2 separate regions of the Drosophila melanogaster genome follow, and region 2 is linked to region 1. A link is a contact called in public Hi-C data. All regions are on one chromosome and are shown on one strand. The core of a region is the stretch at or near the end of the contact, and the rest is flanking DNA. Distances in the headings are between cores, read along the strand shown. Region 1 holds the start of lncRNA:CR46258 (long non-coding RNA:CR46258). Region 2 holds the start of aop (anterior open).

Evidence for each region. A called contact is a pair of places that touch in the nucleus more often than the background predicts.
Region 2: a contact with region 1 is called in a Hi-C map of the Kc167 cell line, with 4 times the contacts expected there. The contact joins the promoter of aop here to the promoter of lncRNA:CR46258 in region 1. A contact is called at or near these places in 4 of 107 Hi-C or Micro-C datasets (the Kc167 cell line, the S2 cell line, embryo and 1 more).

Annotation. Positions count from the first base shown.
Region 1 is chr2L:488,406-493,170 of dm6, forward strand. It overlaps lncRNA:CR46258 (long non-coding RNA:CR46258), which reads left to right and starts at 2,430. Exons shown (of 1, transcript NR_133060.1): 1 at 2,430-4,244. It overlaps ush (u-shaped), which reads left to right. Exons shown (of 9, transcript NM_001272902.1): 2 at 1,112-2,953. The coding sequence starts at 2,911.
Region 2 is chr2L:2,176,871-2,181,531 of dm6, forward strand. aop (anterior open) reads right to left here and starts at 1,884. Exons shown (of 4, transcript NM_078731.3): 1 at 977-1,884.

The sequences.
Region 1 (4,765 bases), core at 1,180-3,679:
AAGCGGTTGACCTTGGAGAATTTAAATAATTTCAAAATACATTTACCATTATGGGTTTAACAGCAGCAAGTGATTAGATTGCAAACAGTTACTCTATTGGCGATTGAACCTCAGTGAACCAAAGTCCAACCATTTCGAAGATTTGAAAATATTAAATCGCCAACTTTACTTTTCACTATTTGCTGGCTCAGTGTATTGACCCCCATTTCCCATGTCGTCCATAAATTAGTGCGCTCAGGGTAAGGTCGCCTCGTCCAGGGTTGGAACGTGTCGTTTCCGATCGGATGCCGGCGAATCATCGGATCATTGCACTCGGCGTGAACACGCAAGGTAACTGCACCTTGGGTCAATGATATTAGCTCCCCCGTCAAAAATTTCGGCAGATATTCGGTTAACTTTTTGTTTTGTTTTATTATTTCGCGGCTGTCATTTTCATTTCCATTTTAGTCACGGGCATGGCCTTGCCGCCAGAAGTTGCTTGACCTGGAAGTTGCTCACCTTACCTCGTATAGGCCCCTGCTCCCAATCTCGGAACATCCTCATCAGGCCTCCAGGCGAGTGTATTGCACTATGATTGCAGGGAAGGCTGACTCGGTTACGGATAACGAAGCGGTATTTTTGAGGGTTTTGTACTGGCACTGAAATACATTCGGTGAAACACTACGACAAATTGGGCATATACGCAGCTGATTGATTTGGCATCGATGTTACGGACAAAGAAGCAGCTCGCTCATTATAGTATAGGCATGACTTCAAGCTAAAACTGCTGGGATTCCCCCGAATATTAGTTATGGTTGCTTGTCATTTTTTCCGACGCCCCTCTAACAAGATCTTCGTTTTCAATTGAAATGAAGGCTATTATTTTGAATAGCGCCGAATTTAGAAAGTATTTCGCAACATATTCATTTGGTATGAAGACGCATACGGACACATTCGATATTTCTGGCACATTTTTAAGAATTCGAATGTGCTTACATATGAAAATTGAGCTCTGGAATCCACTGTCATATCCTTGAGCTTAGTATATCAACGGAGTACTATCAACCTCGATCATTATTGATGTTGCAAACGCATACTTGCACTTACTTTTGTTGCTTCCATTTATTTATAGGTTTTTTGGGTGACTGCCGAATTGCATTGAGAACAGACCAAAAGCGATCAGGGATAGCCTAAAAAGCCAACGACAAAGTGTAATGAACGTTCCGAAGGTCAACGGTGCGTATACTTCATTAGCGATTAGCGAAGGGCGGCGATGAAAAAATGGGTAAGAAACGGAGCGAAAGGAGACCGCAAATGACCCAAGGTAGAGGGCGGGGAAGGTGGAAACCTCGTGGAGTTCCCGTGGCTAATCGACTCGGCCATATGTTAGCGCGGATTACGGGTCGCTAACTGGTTTATGATATTTATTGCCATGCATCCCCATTTGCATGCCCTGCCCTTAGACCAACGCCCCCACCCCTTTCAACTGCGGAATTGTCCCGCAGGAAGCTTTTCATTTCCGCTGCTGTCCGAATTTTTAAAATCTATGAGTGTCCAATGCAAAGCAGGAGGAATTTCCATTAAAATCATGCAATAGGTGCAAATTACAAGACAAAAAGGTGAGCGAACAGAGGGAAACAAAATGAAGAAATTATGCAAAAAAGAAACGGAAGTGCAGCTAAATAAAATGCTGACCATGGTTCTTCACACAGGAAATAGAATTCTGTGGACGATGTCGTAATTGCTTACATTTATTTTTGACAAGAACTATCGTGACTCTTGGTTAAAATAAGAACACTATTTACCAGGTTTTTGAATTGGCGCCTTTCTGGGGCGCCATCTATGCGGAAAGCCTAAAAGTATGCCTTGCAAGCGGTGTGAAAGCGCCAACTAGTGGCCCAAAGTGGAATCTTTTCATTTTTCTCATAATTGCGTTGTGGGTTTTTAACACTAAAGCCTATTGCCAGCTGCTGTAGTCAAAAAGTGTACAAAAAAAGAAAGTGGGAAGAAAATAAAAAAATCTAGTGCTTAAACCAAAGTGAACGAGTAGTTTTCAGCTTGTGGGTAGCAACAATTAGTAGATGGCAGAATATAGGAGAAGAGAACTTCAATGAGCAAGAATTTCCAACAAGAATTTGGTAAATACCGATGCAAATGCGTTAAATGGAAAGAGAAGGAAGGATGGTGAGAAAAGTGTGAAAACGTGCGTAAATGTTTCGGCGTTTTTGTTTTGATTCTTATCAGACTGCGAAGCAGACGCGAAAGCATGCGGAGCGATGAAAAACCGAGTACAAAACAAAATGGAAAGAAATGCGCGCGCTCTAATAAGATTGCGCGCTCTCTCCCTCTCTCTCTCTCTCCCTATCTCTCTCCCTCTCTCTCTCCTTCTCTCTCTCTCTTTGGCCAACTGGAGAGCTTTCGTGTCGGTTTCGGATTCGCTTTGCGTTTCATTCGTGAGCGAGCGCTTGCTTCGAACGGACGTCTTTAAGAACGCCCTCGCATGCCACGCCCCCTTCGAGAGGCTTTTGGTAAAGAAATACGCGACTGCATATTAATTGCAATATCAAGAGCAAAACACTGATCAGATATTGATGGGACTCGAGATCGAGCAGGAGATTACTGCCCGCTGCATTCCAATCGGAATATTCCACTTCCATTTCGTTCATAAAACGCGCGCGTTTTTCGTCGCGCCGATCGTTAGAAATTCATTAAGGCTTGTTAATCGCCGCCAATAATACAAATAATACAAGTAATCGCATTGATTGCCCATAATTGATACTCGCCGTGTGTGTGAGAGTGAGTGCCTGTGTGTGAGTGCGATATAGCATCCGCCGGTAAATGTCCGCGAAAAGGAACGCGAATCTGGATCTTCCGCAGACTTGATGCCGACGTAGCTGAAGATATACCTCCGGTCCAGCAGCTGGACTCGAAATGTCACGACGCAAACAGTCCAACCCGAAGCCGTTGAATAAAGGTGAGCTACAAGTTTAGTTTTATCAAGTCGGGGTTTAGTCGACGACCTTCTTTTTATAGCACCTGTGCAGTTATCTGCAACCATTATTTTGCCTCAACGAACAAATGCACTTTTGTAAATTACACTTTGTCATTACAAAGCTATCTCGTAACTCTCCACTAATCACGATCGCTTTTCCCATCTGACCGCAAGCTGACCCATTCAATTTCGCTGGCTTGCTCAGCAGCTCTCGTTTTTTGACAGCAAAACATGCGGACGAACACACAGCAAACACAGAAATCCAAGAAATTGATTAACTATGCCAAGACAAAGCAGCCAACAAAAATTCAAAACGAAACGAGTGACGAACGATAAATCCAAGATTTTGTGACTGCATGAAACCCGATATTAAAATGATTTATTTAAGCATTGATAACGTTCAACGATCGTCCAAAGCGATCGTTGTCACCAGGAAAAGAGATAGAAGTGGGGTTTTGCAGCATTCTGTATATTTTCAAAGACGTACTCCAACGGCACGGATCTTATAAAATGAAAGGGTGCTCAAAAAGTAGCCAACTTTTCTTGCTCATTTAAATAAAATTTCTTTGTCGTCTCGTTATCGATGTCGATACCTGTTGTACGTGCAGCTGACACACCTCATAAGCATTGTGGGGGAAGCGCGAAGAGAGAGGAGAGAAGAGAGAGTGTTACGAAGCGCGGAGAGTGTCAACTAATTACATTTCGCTGTTTGCCATTTGATATATTTATGGCCCGAACCATTTGACACCCAATGAATGCATTTCGGAATCGAAATCGATAAAACGTGCCGGACCTGCGACACTGGACACCCCGACCACCTGAACTCACCTCAGTTTCCGCCCCCCGAAGTCCGCACGGTTAGTTGCTTATCCATTTTGCCATTTTGGCCTTCTTATCGCTTTTGCTGCTTCTGCTCGAAGCACGTTTCCCGACTGGCTGACTCTGCCCCACCCAACACCCATCTGAACGTAGCCCCCAGAACCCATTTCCATTCCGTCCGATCCCACATCCAACAAATACCCAACGAGTGATATCAACGCGACTCATGCAAGTGGGACTTGCACAGTAAGACGCCATCTATATCTCGAGACGGGCCATACACTCTGTATATAGATCAAGAAACTATTGAAGAACGTTTGATTCGATAAGCGCTTATGGATACAAGTTAGTTGGCAATAATTCAAGCTGTATATTGAGTCATTTATAGTTCTAGAACTGTCTTTAATTTCAATAGAAATTATATTCCACATAACCTTCCGAAAGCATCAGGCTTATTTATAGCTCACAAATAAGTGGATAAGAAAATGTATTACTTTTTAAGAAAAGTTTTAAAACAATATACGCTGGAATAGTTAACAAGAACTATTAAGCAGAAAACTGAAAACTATTTATAAAGTTCTATTTAAATTCTGTTTGTATATTTTAATAGTTTTCAAGACCCATTAAGACCACCACTTTTAGCTATTTAAAGGGTACTAAGCTACGGATAACGAGAAACTTTACCATTTGCGTTGCGATAATTTAGGGTATTTTTTATCAGTGCAGCTGTTGTTGATGTCTGTATAGTTTTTGTTGTTGTTGTTGTTGCACCTGCACTATCTGTGGGTTATCCCTGGGTAGCTATCCACCCCCCAACCCCCCCATCCTCTGGCACCCCTAACATTTCTGCTTTGCATATTTATCTCTTGCACACTTGCCTCACTTCGGTCCCGTTGTTTTCTATGGCTCAGTGGGCGTTGGGAGTTGGTGTTTGAAGGCGAGAAAAAACTCAAAGCGCAACTCGATAAAGTTTTA
Region 2 (4,661 bases), core at 634-3,133, 1.7 Mb after region 1:
TACCGTAATGTGGAGTGGAATGTGAAAATAGAAGAGGCTATTTTCCAAGTGAATCGATCTTGTTCGTATTGTAGAATGCTAGGGAATCGGTGAAGCGTACCGTGCATACAATGAGAGTCAAGACACTGGGCTTGGGAAGAGAAATTACTATCATATCATATTGTTACTAGACTGAGCTATGAGTATTTGCATATGGTTCTCAACCAACCACAGGTAATAATTAATCACAATCCAACTAGACTGTAAGAAATATCTAATCATATTTGGAAACAAGAAGAACATACAACAAATTATGCGCAACAATCAGATAACAAAACAATAATTAAACTATAAAACCACTCCCAAGATCCCCATAAAATTGTAACTCTTATTATTTAAACAAGCCCCAAATGAAAACGCCACAATCAGATCCTCTGAACAGGCAAATAAATCAACTAAACCTTAGATAAACCGTTGTTGCCGAGTCTTCATCCATCTCATATGAGTGTACTGCGAACCAAATATAGCCCAAGTTATCTGTTTACACGTGTAGATCCGACAAATTGTTGACCTCAACCAGAGACCAAAACTCAGACATTGTAAGACGTCGGGTGGAGCGAAGTGGGGAAGTCATATGCAGCAGATAACCAAAGCCAGATTAAGGTGGAGCAATTATTTATCAGCTGCTCAGACAAGACACTTTTCTGTTTCCATGACCATTGTGACGTAGTTATGGGAAATACATGTACCAAAAGATGGTGTTTTAACCAATTCGTAAAAAAAAGCAACGACGGCAATGGAGTGATACAGGGGTAATGTCTGTAAACACCGATTCTTGCACGATTACGAATATAAAAGAACTCCAGATATAAAAACCATTGTGCTTACATATTGAGAAAAAATGTTTTTATTTTTGACACTCTTTTCTGCTACTATTTTGACAATGGTTAATTTAACAGTTCACAACAAAAAGTATACAAATTATCAAAATTCTCACCTGTTTGCTCCACTGTGCACTGTGGTTACGTACTGTAAGGTGAGTGAGTGAATTTGTCTGTTTGCGTTGGGCTTCGGATTCGATTCTTGAGCTTTTTAGCGACAGAAGCAACGCGGAAGCGGATATGTCCAGATCCCAGAATGCTTTAGCTTTTGCTTCGCTTTCTTGTTTTATTTTTGTTTTTGGTTTTGTTTCTGTTAATTCGATGTTGTTCTTGTTGTTATCTGCTGATGACGAAGAGGGCGTCGCGCCAAGTTGCCATTGTTGTTTGTGTTGCTGTTTCCTTTTGGTGAGGGGCGCCGCGTGGGCGGTGGTTGTGTGCTTTTGGGGCTAATCCAGGCTCTCTGTTTTTGTTTTTGTTTTCGCTTCGTTCTGCGACAAATGCCAGCCGTAAAGCGGAGCAAATGAATAAGAAGAAGGCGAAGTCAAGCGTTTTTACTTCCGCCGCCGCCTCAGCAGCACGCACACACAGGCAGACGCGGGCACACAAACGCACACGCACACTGTAAGACACTCACGCGATGCACTTGCACTCTGGCGTTTTGTTCGTGTATTTGTTGTTGTACTTTGGCATTTCCTCTTTCGTCTTCCTTTTCACTTTTGCTTGCACTTCTTGTTGCGTTGCTTTGCTCTCGCTGATGTTGCTGTTGTTGTTGGCGTTGTTGCTGTCGCTCTTGTTTATTTTTTATTTCCGTTTCGCGCACACACACACCGGGCAATGTAAACACACACCGAGTTAAGAAGAACCGTTTATTTCCTCAACGCCGCGCACGAATTAAATTCTATTAATTGTGAATTAATCAATTTAAAACATATTAGTTTGCCATTTACAGCAGAATGTCTAGTTGCTTTCAGGAGCGACTCTTCTACACGTCCGCCCAGCACGGCAGTTTCTTTTTGACTGCCGATTCGATTCGAACAGGCGGCGAACATGAACAAGTCGGCGCATGCGGAGAGAGAATCGAAAGAGAAAGAGAAGCAAAGAGAGCGACATACAGCAAAAACAATTCAAAAAGAACTGGTGAAGAATACGAAAATAAGATAATTTTTTAAGGAAGTCGCGCTTTGATCCGTATCCGTTTTAGCGTCCAAGATTTATATCTTAAATCGGACCTATATTTTGAGGTACAGTGAAGCTTTGATGCGCCAGTCTTATATGAGTTAAAGTTTTAACGATTGAAAGACACCCCTGAGCTGCTCATTATATTTCAATATTTATAAACAATCTTATATCAGAGCTTGAGAGACTTGCATGCGCCACAAAATTCCAATTCCAATTCCGGAATAATTTCACAATAATCTCAATTAACATACGTATTTTATGTTCGTAATTTTTTAAAATTCCCAGATTCCCCACAATTGCCATAATAATCTCGATTATGTTATTATACTCTGAGAAGTAGGAGTGTGTGCAAAGACCACAAACAAATCATTAGGCGCGTAAACATTTACAGATCCACCATCCACTTCCTTGGCAACGAAAGAAGCAACAGCTCGCAGAGGTAATAATTTAAATAATTTAAAACCCACCAAAGTTTACTACGAAACAACTCAATAGGCAACCGCTGTCTGTGGGCGGCGTCGAATTCGCGTGGGGCGCTCGATTTAGTTGTTAATCAATAGAAGATAAAGTTTAAACAAACGATTCATGCTGATACCAGAAGCATGGGCGCCGAAATACCAAGGGATCGTTCTCTCACTAGATAACATACACACCTATTGTGACTGGAAACTTGAAATGATCGAGCATGCCATACCCATTAGCTGTCAATTGTGACTATTGGCGAGCTTTTTGCACATAAACCATAGATAAGACAATTCCGTGAACTCTAATCAGTGTGCGATAATGCTCTCAAGCATTTGAAATAATTATGAATACGACCCCCTGGCCGAAAATGAAATAAGCGCCACGCGCCTGGGAAAAGCGCTCTATTGTAATACAAAATGTTTGGAGGTGCTAGCTGATAGGTGTTTTCGATCCCATAAATCTTGGATCTTCATGGAAACCAGTTGGCAATCTTTAATTATAAATTGTTGGAACATTTCCGCTCGGCTGCGACGGAAAATCTCTTTGGAAAGGGGGCGGGGCTGGGGTTCCTCGTCAGGTTGCTTGGACGGTCGGTTGGTCGGTCGGTCGGTGGGCCTGAAGATGCGCTCAGTTGCACTGCATCCGCTTTGGGGTCTCCAGTCGCCTCAGTTGGCTAACCAGTTTCTCCCCGAGCAACGAGCAACGTTTACGTTGACATTTCAAGTCAAATGCCCATAAACGGCGACCAGCCGGACGACCCCGCCCACGCCCTGCACGCCCCTGCTCAGTTCCGTGGGTATGCACTGAAAGAAAATCTAGATTAATGGGCATTTAGGTAAGTAATAAATAGTAACATGTATTTTTATGGCTATAAATAGTTTAGCGAGTAAGCCTCGTGATATGAAACATTAAAGAACTTTTAGATTGTGACTCTAATTAAGAAATATAATAGAGATATTTTTTTCAAGTGCTATCTTTTCCGTCGATAGCTGCGATGGCGATGACGACGTTTCCAAGTGATCGCCGCAGCGACGATCACTGGCCCAAATTAGTAGCTTCGGTCATGGTGCGTCGCCCATCGGGAAATTCCAGGGTGAAAGGGTGGCTGGCGGAGGAGGAGGACGGGGCGGAAGGGGCAGAGCTGCCGATGAGGATCGCACAGGGGTCAGAGTTCAAATAGTCGTCCAATTGAGCCAATCAGCGTTTGTACATCTGTATTTCGCCATTGCAATGCAACCAGTACGCCTCTGCTGCGCCACCTCCCACTCCATTCAGATCCATCCGACTTGTCGGGTGATCGCTATAGTCGCAGCTCTTAGTTCTTAGTTGTTAGTTCTTAGTTCGATGCCTAAGTGCAGATAATTCATTAAAATAGAATGCCAATGTCCAGAGGCGGAGGCAGCGGCAGCCAAGTGGCATCCACTTGTGCTCTAGAATCAGACACCAAAACACAGATATGGCCGCACATATGTAAGCACGGCACACATGGTCACATACATATGTATGTGTACATATAGTAGCAGAGGTCCGCCAGACAGCCAGCGATTTGATATATGCCCTGCACTATATGGTATAGTCCCAGATCTATAAATAAGTCTGGTCGCAGACCCGACAAAGTCGCCTCCCGATGCGGAAGTATTTCCAGACGCGCCTCGCTTCTTGTTCTTTGCTTTTCGTCCCCTTTTATTTATTTGTTGCTGGTAATTTGCCAATTACTAAACTTACTAAACAGCAGGGGGTGGTGGTGGTGCAGAAGGGGGTGGCGATTGGGGATTCGGTGGAGGTGTGCGGCAGGTGACCCAGGAACAAACGAATGCGCCTGTCTGGAGCGTATGTATCTAAAGCAGATGTAATCCTTTCAGTTTGATATCATAGTAATTCTCTAGCTAATGAATACCCTTTACTGCATTAAAAAAAAAATGAATGCAAGCAACGAAAGTGAAAATAAACCATTATTCCACAAGGAATTTTTACAGATTGTCCAATTAGTTTCCTAGAAAAGAACGCATTATTTCCTTCGTTATTACACATCATTACTAAGATCCAGCACACACCTTTCCCAACCCCGCAGAAGCTGATCCAAAGGGGATCGTCCTCGAAAACCACCCACATAACATTTGGTAATTTTTCAGGATTAGGTAAATAAAGGACGAGGAA